Linked DNA regions of Ovis aries: region 1 is linked to region 2. The links are chromatin contacts, called in public Hi-C maps. All regions are on one chromosome and are shown on one strand. Each heading gives the region's core, a stretch centred on a gene start, on an enhancer-like site or on the middle of the called end of the contact. The rest is flanking DNA. Distances are from core to core; before and after follow the strand shown. Region 1 overlaps LRP5 (LDL receptor related protein 5). Region 2 holds the start of C21H11orf24 (chromosome 21 C11orf24 homolog).

What was found. Hi-C and Micro-C count contacts between places; a contact is called where the count stands out from the background.
Region 1: a contact with region 2 is called in a Hi-C map of mixed tissues, with 2.0 times the contacts expected there. The contact joins the enhancer-like site here to the promoter of C21H11orf24 in region 2. A contact is called at or near these places in 4 of 16 Hi-C or Micro-C datasets (hypothalamus, mixed tissues, muscle and 1 more).

Annotation. Positions count from the first base shown.
Region 1 is chr21:42,270,233-42,274,036 of ARS-UI_Ramb_v3.0, reverse strand. All of the region lies in intron 7 of LRP5 (LDL receptor related protein 5), which reads right to left. Among named protein-coding and RNA genes, the nearest start is that of TRNAA-AGC, 56 kb to the left of the region's middle. Within about 2 kb of position 2,501, at least 14 of the 54 cell types and tissues checked have an H3K27ac peak or open chromatin away from gene starts, as enhancers often do.
Region 2 is chr21:42,161,535-42,165,749 of ARS-UI_Ramb_v3.0, reverse strand. It overlaps C21H11orf24 (chromosome 21 C11orf24 homolog), which reads left to right and starts at 1,595. Exons shown (of 4, transcript XM_012102197.3): 1 at 1,595-1,726.

The sequences.
Region 1 (3,804 bases), core at 1,252-3,751, 110 kb before region 2:
AAGAAATTTCTTGACAGTCCAGTGGTTAGGACTCGGAACTTTCATTGCTGGGCCCAGGTTCAATCCCTGGTCGGGGAACTAAGATCCCACGAGCCACGCAGGTCAGCAAAAAGCTAAGTGTAGAAACCCCCAAGCATTTGATAGCGGCACAAATCAGGCAGTCTGGTCTCCGGTCCACAGTTTTCAATCCCTGCTCGAGAAATTCCCCTGCCCTTCATTTTCAGGAAAGGAAACTAGATGCCTCCAGGAAGTTATGTCCAAATGGCCAAGCCAGATGTGGAAGGGGCCCGCATGCAGCGTGCTCTCTCTGACCTCTAGGCCTCCGGCCTCCTATGCTCAGCTGACCTAACACACCAGCCACAGGTCTGAGGTAGGGGAAGCGGGGGGTGGCAGGAAAAACACACCCATCCCCTGAGCAGCTCATTGCCCGACCTGCAGAACAACAGCTGTGCGCGGGGAGGAAGGGTGGGCAGACCCCAGAGCAGCTCACCCTCAGCCATGTCGAAGGGGCAGGACCCTCTGCTGTGGGGTCTGCATGGCCACCCGCAAACCAGAGGACCCCGAAAAGTCATCTGAAGTGCACTTTCCTTACACTGAATGCTGTTTCCAGCACTTAGCCAGGCAAAGGGGTGTGATTCCCAGGACCAATCCTTTGAAAGCATGACTCTTAAAGGGAAAAGAGGGACTTTCCTGGTGGTCCAGTGGATGGGATTTCGCCATCCAATGAGGAGGGTGTGGATTCGATGTCTGGTCAGGGAGCTGGGATCCCACATGTTTCGAGGCCAAAAAATACCCAAAACATTTTTAAGAAAAAGGAAGCAGTGTTGTAACAAATTTGATAAAGACATTAGAAATAGCCTACATTAAAAATAATAATAACTGGAAATAAAAAAAAAAAAAACAAGGAAAAAGAGTTCTGCTCTCTGATGGAATAACTATACTCACATAAAACCCAAATTAAAACTGCCCTGGTTATTTTGATTCACGTAATTCAAAAGACCTTACACACATACCCACACATACCCGCAGAGCTTGTGGCCCCGTTGCTCAGGGGTCCTGCACCCTTCTTCCCCAGGGTTTGTGGACCTGGACACACAGCCCATCCGTCGCTCCTCCAATGAGGGTTTATTCCACGTGTGCTGGAAGTCACCTCCACCAACTCAGGAGATGTCAGGAGCAGGGGGCTGGATGTATTTTCATCCTAGTCTGTAAATCCTCCTTGGCCCACCTGCCCCCTTGGGGGGTACGATCCCCGCTGGGTACTTCCCACCAGCATCCACCGTGACTGCAGACATCAGCTGCAAGGACATCAGCTCCCCAGGACATCGGGGTGGGGGTGGGAGCCGCAAGGAGTCCGGGTGATCCCTAGGGCTTCCAGCAAGTACCAGGTAACCCACACCAAAGTGACACTTCCTGCCTCAAAGATGGGCCAAACAGGTCTATGGGGTCGGCCCATGAGACTTCTGCTTCTTGCCGCCGGGTGTCAGAGCAACCCCGAGGAGAAGTGAAGCTGAAAGGGTTACCCACTCGGTCGTGTCCAACTCTTTGTGACTCCGTGGACTGGAGGCCGACAGGCTCCTCTGTCCACGGCATTCTCCAGACACTGGAGTGGGTAGCCATTCCCTTCTCCAGGGGATCTTCCCGACTCAGGGATTGAATCCCAGTCTCCTGCCTGGCAGGCAGATTCTTTACAGTCTTAGCCACCAGGGAAGCCCCAGGGAGGAAGCTTTAGAAGATACCGCAAGGCCACAGAGGGCAAGACTCGACCTTGCTCTTATTCAGGAACGGCTGAAACGGCCACCCAGGGACCTTGCCCGATCACGGCGTGCGCACAGGGCTGTGCACACGCTCTACTTGTTTCAGGATTAATAAAGGGCGGGACTTCTGCCTCCCCTTCAACGGTCCCCGGCCGTTTTGGCACCAGAGACGAGTTTCGTGGAAGACAGTCCTTTGACAGGCCAGGGTCAGGGGATGGCTTCAGCACAGGACATTTATTGAGCACTTTATTGCTATTCTTATTACACTTGTGAAATATATAATGAAATCTGCAAGTCCCTTTGCTACAACAAGGCTGTGATCCATGAAGGGATATGTATTTCATCACACAGTCAGAAGCTCTGGCTGTTTCACATCGTGTACGGATGTGAAAGTTGGACCATAAAGAAGTCTGAGTGCCCAGGAACCGATGCTTCCGGGGGAGAGAGCTGGAGCAGCTGGGCATGTGGCCTCGAGAACAAGCCCTGGATGGATGGATCCGCCGGGGGGAGAACCCTCGCTAGGGTGTCATGGGCTTGGCATCTACCAAGAAGCAAGTCAGAGAGAAAAGGAGGGAGATGCTGGGCCAAAGGAGCCGTCGATTTGAGACTAAATAGGGAGCCAGCAAGTCCCAGATACTTGTACCAATGAAGTTGAACTTCGTGGCGCAAGAGAGCAGGGGCAGGCTGGAGTAGGGACTGGGAGCAGGAAGTGGATGACAGGCCGGGGCCCCGGGTGTGGCCGGAGTCACAGGAAGGGCTGATCACCGGTGGCAGGAACTTCCACCCCCAAGGGCTCCAGACTCAGGACGAGGGTTAAGGAAGTGCCACAGGGGAACTCCAGACCCAAGTAAGTAGGGCAGGAGTCACAGGCAGCTCTGGGGCGGCATGGGAGGCAGCCCACACCCACACACACCCCAGATGGCTCCAACCTTGATTGACCAGTCCACCTCTGGTGCCCGAGGCTGGGGAGGGCGCCTCAGGGCTGTCTCCCCGGGCGAGCCGGCCCCAAGCCCATCCCCAGCCGCACCCCACACTGGGAGGCACCCCGCGCTAAGCCCCCTGAGGGGCTGCTGACCTGGGCTGGCCTGACCCTGCCGTCCAGGACGCTGTCACAGATGAGGCGGCAGGAGGCCCACCTGCAAGGTTTCGCAGCCCCCTCCCCTGCCACCCCCGCACCCCTCCAAGGTCTGGACCCTGTTCCACAGATCCATCCACGTGCTGCCACCACCGGCCAGCAGAGGCCAGAGGAATCCCCGCCTCGTGGGCTCCAGGGCTCGGTTCTCCTCCCCACTCGCCCTGGGGGACCCACCGCAGCTGCCCCGTGAAGCAGGAGCTGGACCGCCGCCCGCTTCAAAGGGAAGCCGGCTGACTCCACGTGGGGGTCCTTTCTGCCGGTGCCCTGGCTCGGAACCCGCGGCCAGGCCACGGGCGCGATCATGCTGAAGAGACTCCCCTCTCCCCTCCAAGGCAACCTGGCCAGACATGCTGGAGAAGACGCTCGGCACCTTAGCCTCTGGCGGGGCATAACCTCTTGGAGACAGAACCACTGCCAGAAGCCACCCTGCTGCCGGCTGACCCGGAGGGGCCTCCTCTGACCGTCCCGCCCGCCTGGAGTCCGAGGATGCCATCAGGAAAGGAGACGCGGCCCCTCACCCAAGGCTGTTCTCCCGAAGCCCTGACTCCACAGGACCCTAAGAGGGGCGTCTGCACCTGGGCTGACGGCCTGATCCCCAAGGTTTGCGAAATTTGTCCTTTGAGGGGCGCATCGGAAAAGCCGGTGGCTCAGGGGTAAAGAATCCACCTGCAATCCAGGAGACGATGCAGGAGATGCAGGTTCGATCCCTGGGTCGGGAAGATCCCCTGGAGGAGGGCATGGCAACCCACTCTAGTATTCTTGCCTGGAGAGTCCCATGGACAGAGGAGCCTGGTGGGCTACAGTCCGTGGGGCTGCCTAGAGTCAGACATGACTGAAGCGACTTGGCATAAAGACGGAGAAGCATCTGCTAGGCACATCTACCCAGACGTGCAGCAGAGCTGGCGCTCACTG
Region 2 (4,215 bases), core at 346-2,845:
ATGCCCTCCTCCAGGCGATCTTCCCAACCCAGGGATTGAACATACGTCTCCTGCATTGGCAAGTGGATTCTTTATCGTTCAGGCACCAGGGAAGCCCGTGCAAACAGGCATTCTTTTTTAAAGTATTATTTTCCATTATGGTTTATCCCAGGAGATTGGATACAGTCCCGCTTATCTATTCTAAATGTAATAGTTTCCATCTACCAAATCCAAACTCCCAGTCTACTCCCTCTCTCCCAAAGCCTATTTCTTTTTTTTTCCAAACTCTAAAATTTATTTTTTTTAATTAGAAGATAATTGCTTTACAACGTTGCGTTGGTTTCTGAGGCACAACACCACACATCAGCTGTGTGACAGTTATTCAGTTGTGTCTGACTCTTGCAACCCCATGGACTGTAGCCCACCAGGCTCCTCTGTCCATGGGATTTTCCAGCCAAGAACATTGGAATGGGTTGCCATTTCCTACTTCAGGGGATCTTCATGACACAGAGACTGAAGCCAGGTCTCTTGCATTGCAGGCAGATTCTTTACCATCTGAGCCACCTGGGAAGCCCAAGTATACACATACATCAGCTATAAGTATATACATACATCCAACACTTCTTCCTTCATAGCTCAGTCGGTAAATCATCTGCCTGCAGTGCAGGAGACCCAGGTTCCATCCCTGGGTAAGGAAGATCCCCTGGAAGAGGGCACAGCAACTTAACTCCAGTATTCTTGCCTGGAGAATCCCATGGACAGAGGACCCTAGCAGGCTACAGTCCATGGGGTCGCAAGAGTCGGACATGACTTGGCGACTAAACCACCACCACCAATACCTCTTGAGCCTCTGTCTCATCCCTCAAAGCCTATTTCTAATAAAGGTCAAGTCCCGTCAGCTTTATTCTGTACTTCACTCTGCCCCACTGTTATTCACGGCTCACAATTAAAGAACATTCTGTGAGCCTCAGTTTCAGTGTCTGTAAAACGGGTGCGAAGCATGTCACAGGGTTGCTGCTGCTGCTGCTGAGTCGCTTCAGTCGTGTCCGACTCTGTGCGACCCCATAGACGGCAGCCCACGAGGCTCCCCCGTCCCTGGGAATCTCCAGGCAAGAACCCTGGAGTGGATTGCCATTTCCTTCTCACTGCGGAGTAAAATCACTGAACCAAGCTCAGGGCTTGGCGCGTGCAAGCACTCAAGACACACGGATGGCCATCTCTATTACTTAGTCCCAGCGCTGGCCCTTGGGCCTGAATAAAGTCTGTGGGATGGGGGCGGGCACGTGGCACAGCCACGCCGCCGAGGGAGGTCTGAGATGACCCTCTCCGAGACCCTCGGCCGGACAGGGCGGTATCCGCGACCAGGTGGCAAAGCCCCAGGAACCACCACTTCCGGCAGAGACCAGTCCAAAATAGCTACTTCCGGCCGCGCTCGAGGGGTAACCTGAGCCGCTCCGCGTGGGCGGGGCCTTGGGTCGGCCACGCCCCTCACTTCCGGCTCGCCTCTTGCAGCCCCACTGGTTTCGGGGATCGCGCTCCGGGGTCGTCCAAGGCTGCCCCGCCCACGCGGCACGCCCTCCCGTGACGTCACCTCCGGGCGGGGCGGGGCCGAGCTGGGGCGGCTGCCCTGAGCGGTCTTGGCATCGGGCTCCGCGGCTCTGCTGCCGGCCACGTCCCCACGCCGGACCGCGGGCGCTTTCTCCGCGCCCGAGGGCCGCCGGGCCGCCGCAAGGCCTGCCGCGCCCGGGTAAGCGGGCCTTCCTGCTGTCCCGGGGAGCCGTTGTCACTGTTGCCTGTACCTGCTTGGGGGCGGAGAGGGGCAGGTGGGGTGCATGGGGGACTCGAGGGTCGGAGGAGGGAGGCAGCGACAAGATGAATGGGGATACGGAGTGCACACTGGCGACGATTTGAGATGGGGAAGGAGAGGAAGGATCGGAAGGAGGAGTCAGCTAGGGGAGGGAGCGGGGACGGGGGAGCCCAAGAGGCAGGAGGCAAAAGGGGGCCTTAAGAGGACCCCGGTCCGGAGAAGAAGAGACGCGGCCTATCCAGTTTGGGAGTGAAGGAGGGAAAGTTGGGACACACCCGGATAGGTGGGGAGCTTAAAAGGTCCTGCCCGGCCCAAGGCTGGGCCCCAGGAAGTGTTGCCCTCAACGACAGAGTTGGCCCTTTCAGGCGACCCAGGCCTCCCCCGAGCCCTCTCTACCTGGAAGGGGCTTACGCATTTCGGCTTAACCTGCCTGCCTCCTCCACATGAGTCTGGGTAGCCGCTTAGTCTCTGCCATTAGCTGTTAAGCTAGTATGAGGAGCCAGCATCCGGTTTGCCATAAGACATAAATACCTACTTAGAAATCTGTCTTTGATAATATTGTTTTTCCCCCCCTCTCTGGAGGAATCATCTCTAAAATTTCAATACAGATGTTCAGCTTATAGGCCAGACTTGCCTGATGGACAAAGGAATGTGGAATTTACCCACGTGGCCAGCAAAATTAGGCTCTTGATCAGCAATTAGCATCATACCCAAAACTCCAGAAGCCTGGAAGGAAGCAATATAATTAAGATGCTCTCCAGCGCTCCAGGCTCCCATCTGCCACAGACACACATCCTTTGGAACCCAGGACAATGTCTAAAGACACAAGCCCACACGCCTGTGTTCCTTGCGTTCTGATACCGAAGTTCAGCCAGGTGACGTGTCAGGACAGATGTCTGTGGTTTGCCCTGTGTTTGTTTCTGCAATCCCTATTCCTTGGTGTGTGTCGTTTCTCCAGCTTGGAGTCACATTGCCGCTGCTGCTGATAAGTAAGTTACTAGTGTGATGGACTGTGGCAGGTAACACTTGTGTTGGGCTCAGGAACCTGTGTAAGCCAGAAAAAGGAATTAAGCAATTTGAAGTCTGATTTCAGGTAACGTGCATGCAGCACCCTGTATATCCCAGTTTCAAAAAAGTTTAAAATCAAGCCAAGCTTGAGAGCACAGAAATCGGAAGTGGGAGATGTTGAGAGGCAGCACAGAGTCAAGGACCAGAGAAGGAGGATGATGTTGGCGTCCAGGGCCACGTCTGAGGGTGCCTTTCTCATGGAGTGTTCCCTGGCTCCTGTCCCTTTCCTGCACAGCTTGTGAGGAACTGAGCCCTGAAAATGAGAACTCTCAGCACCAGCCTAACCTCCTATCTTTGCTCCTGGCCTGCTGTCTTAACACCATTTCCTTCCTGCTCCAAGGGTCTCTTTCTGAGACCTTGACCTGCCTAGTCATTCTACACCAGATAATGAGAATAATTGGCCAGGCCCTCCTTTAAGGCTCACTAAAGCATCACTGACCCAATGGACATGAGTTTGACCAAACTCCGGGAGATGGTGAAAGACAGGGAAGCCTAGTGTGCTGTAGTCCATGGGGTCACAAAGAGTTGGACACAACTGAGCGACTAAACAATACCAAAAACCTCTGCAGGGGAAACCAGATGTTAAGTTTTGGTGGTGGTTTCTCCATCAGGCTTCCCTGGTGGCTTAGACGGTAAAGTGTCTACCCGCAATGCAGGAGACCCAGGTTCAATCCCTGGATTGGAAAGATCCCCCAGAGAAGGAAATGGCAACCCACTCCAGTATTCTTGCCTAGAAATTCCCATGGATGGAGGTGCCTCGTGGGCTGCAGTCCATGGGGGTCACAAAGAGTTGGACACAACTGAGCTGCTTCACTTTCACTTTCCATTGCGAGTCAACTTCAGTTAGTACAGGTCCCAACAGGGGAATCTTGACATTTAAAATACGAGATTGGAAGGTGGAGGCTGTACCATACCAGAGGGATGAAGTCACGGCACAAGGGCCTGCTCTTGACTCTGCACAGAGGCCAATTCCTGTCTCTGTAGCAGTGATCACCAGCCGCACTGGCTGGGGCAAGAGGCAGTGATGGGAGCCGTCAGAGGTTTCCTGAGAGACCCGTGGAGTTCCCTGAGATAGCTCGAGATATGCTCTGTGAGCACGCACACCTCGTGTATGTAATTGTGTGTGTGGTTGCACACGTGCACAGGTATGATTGCACGTGTACACATGGGGCAGTGTGCGTGCTTGTGTTGCCTTGTGCACATGGGTTGAGTGCATGTGTAGCTGTGTGCTTGAGTGTGACTGCCTGTGCATGTGTGTTGCCAGAACCTTGACTCTGTGCACCAAGGCCAAACAGAGAGATGGAGACAGAGTCGTGGAGGAGAAAGAAAGAGGGGCTTTCTTACCTTGCCATGCAAAGGCG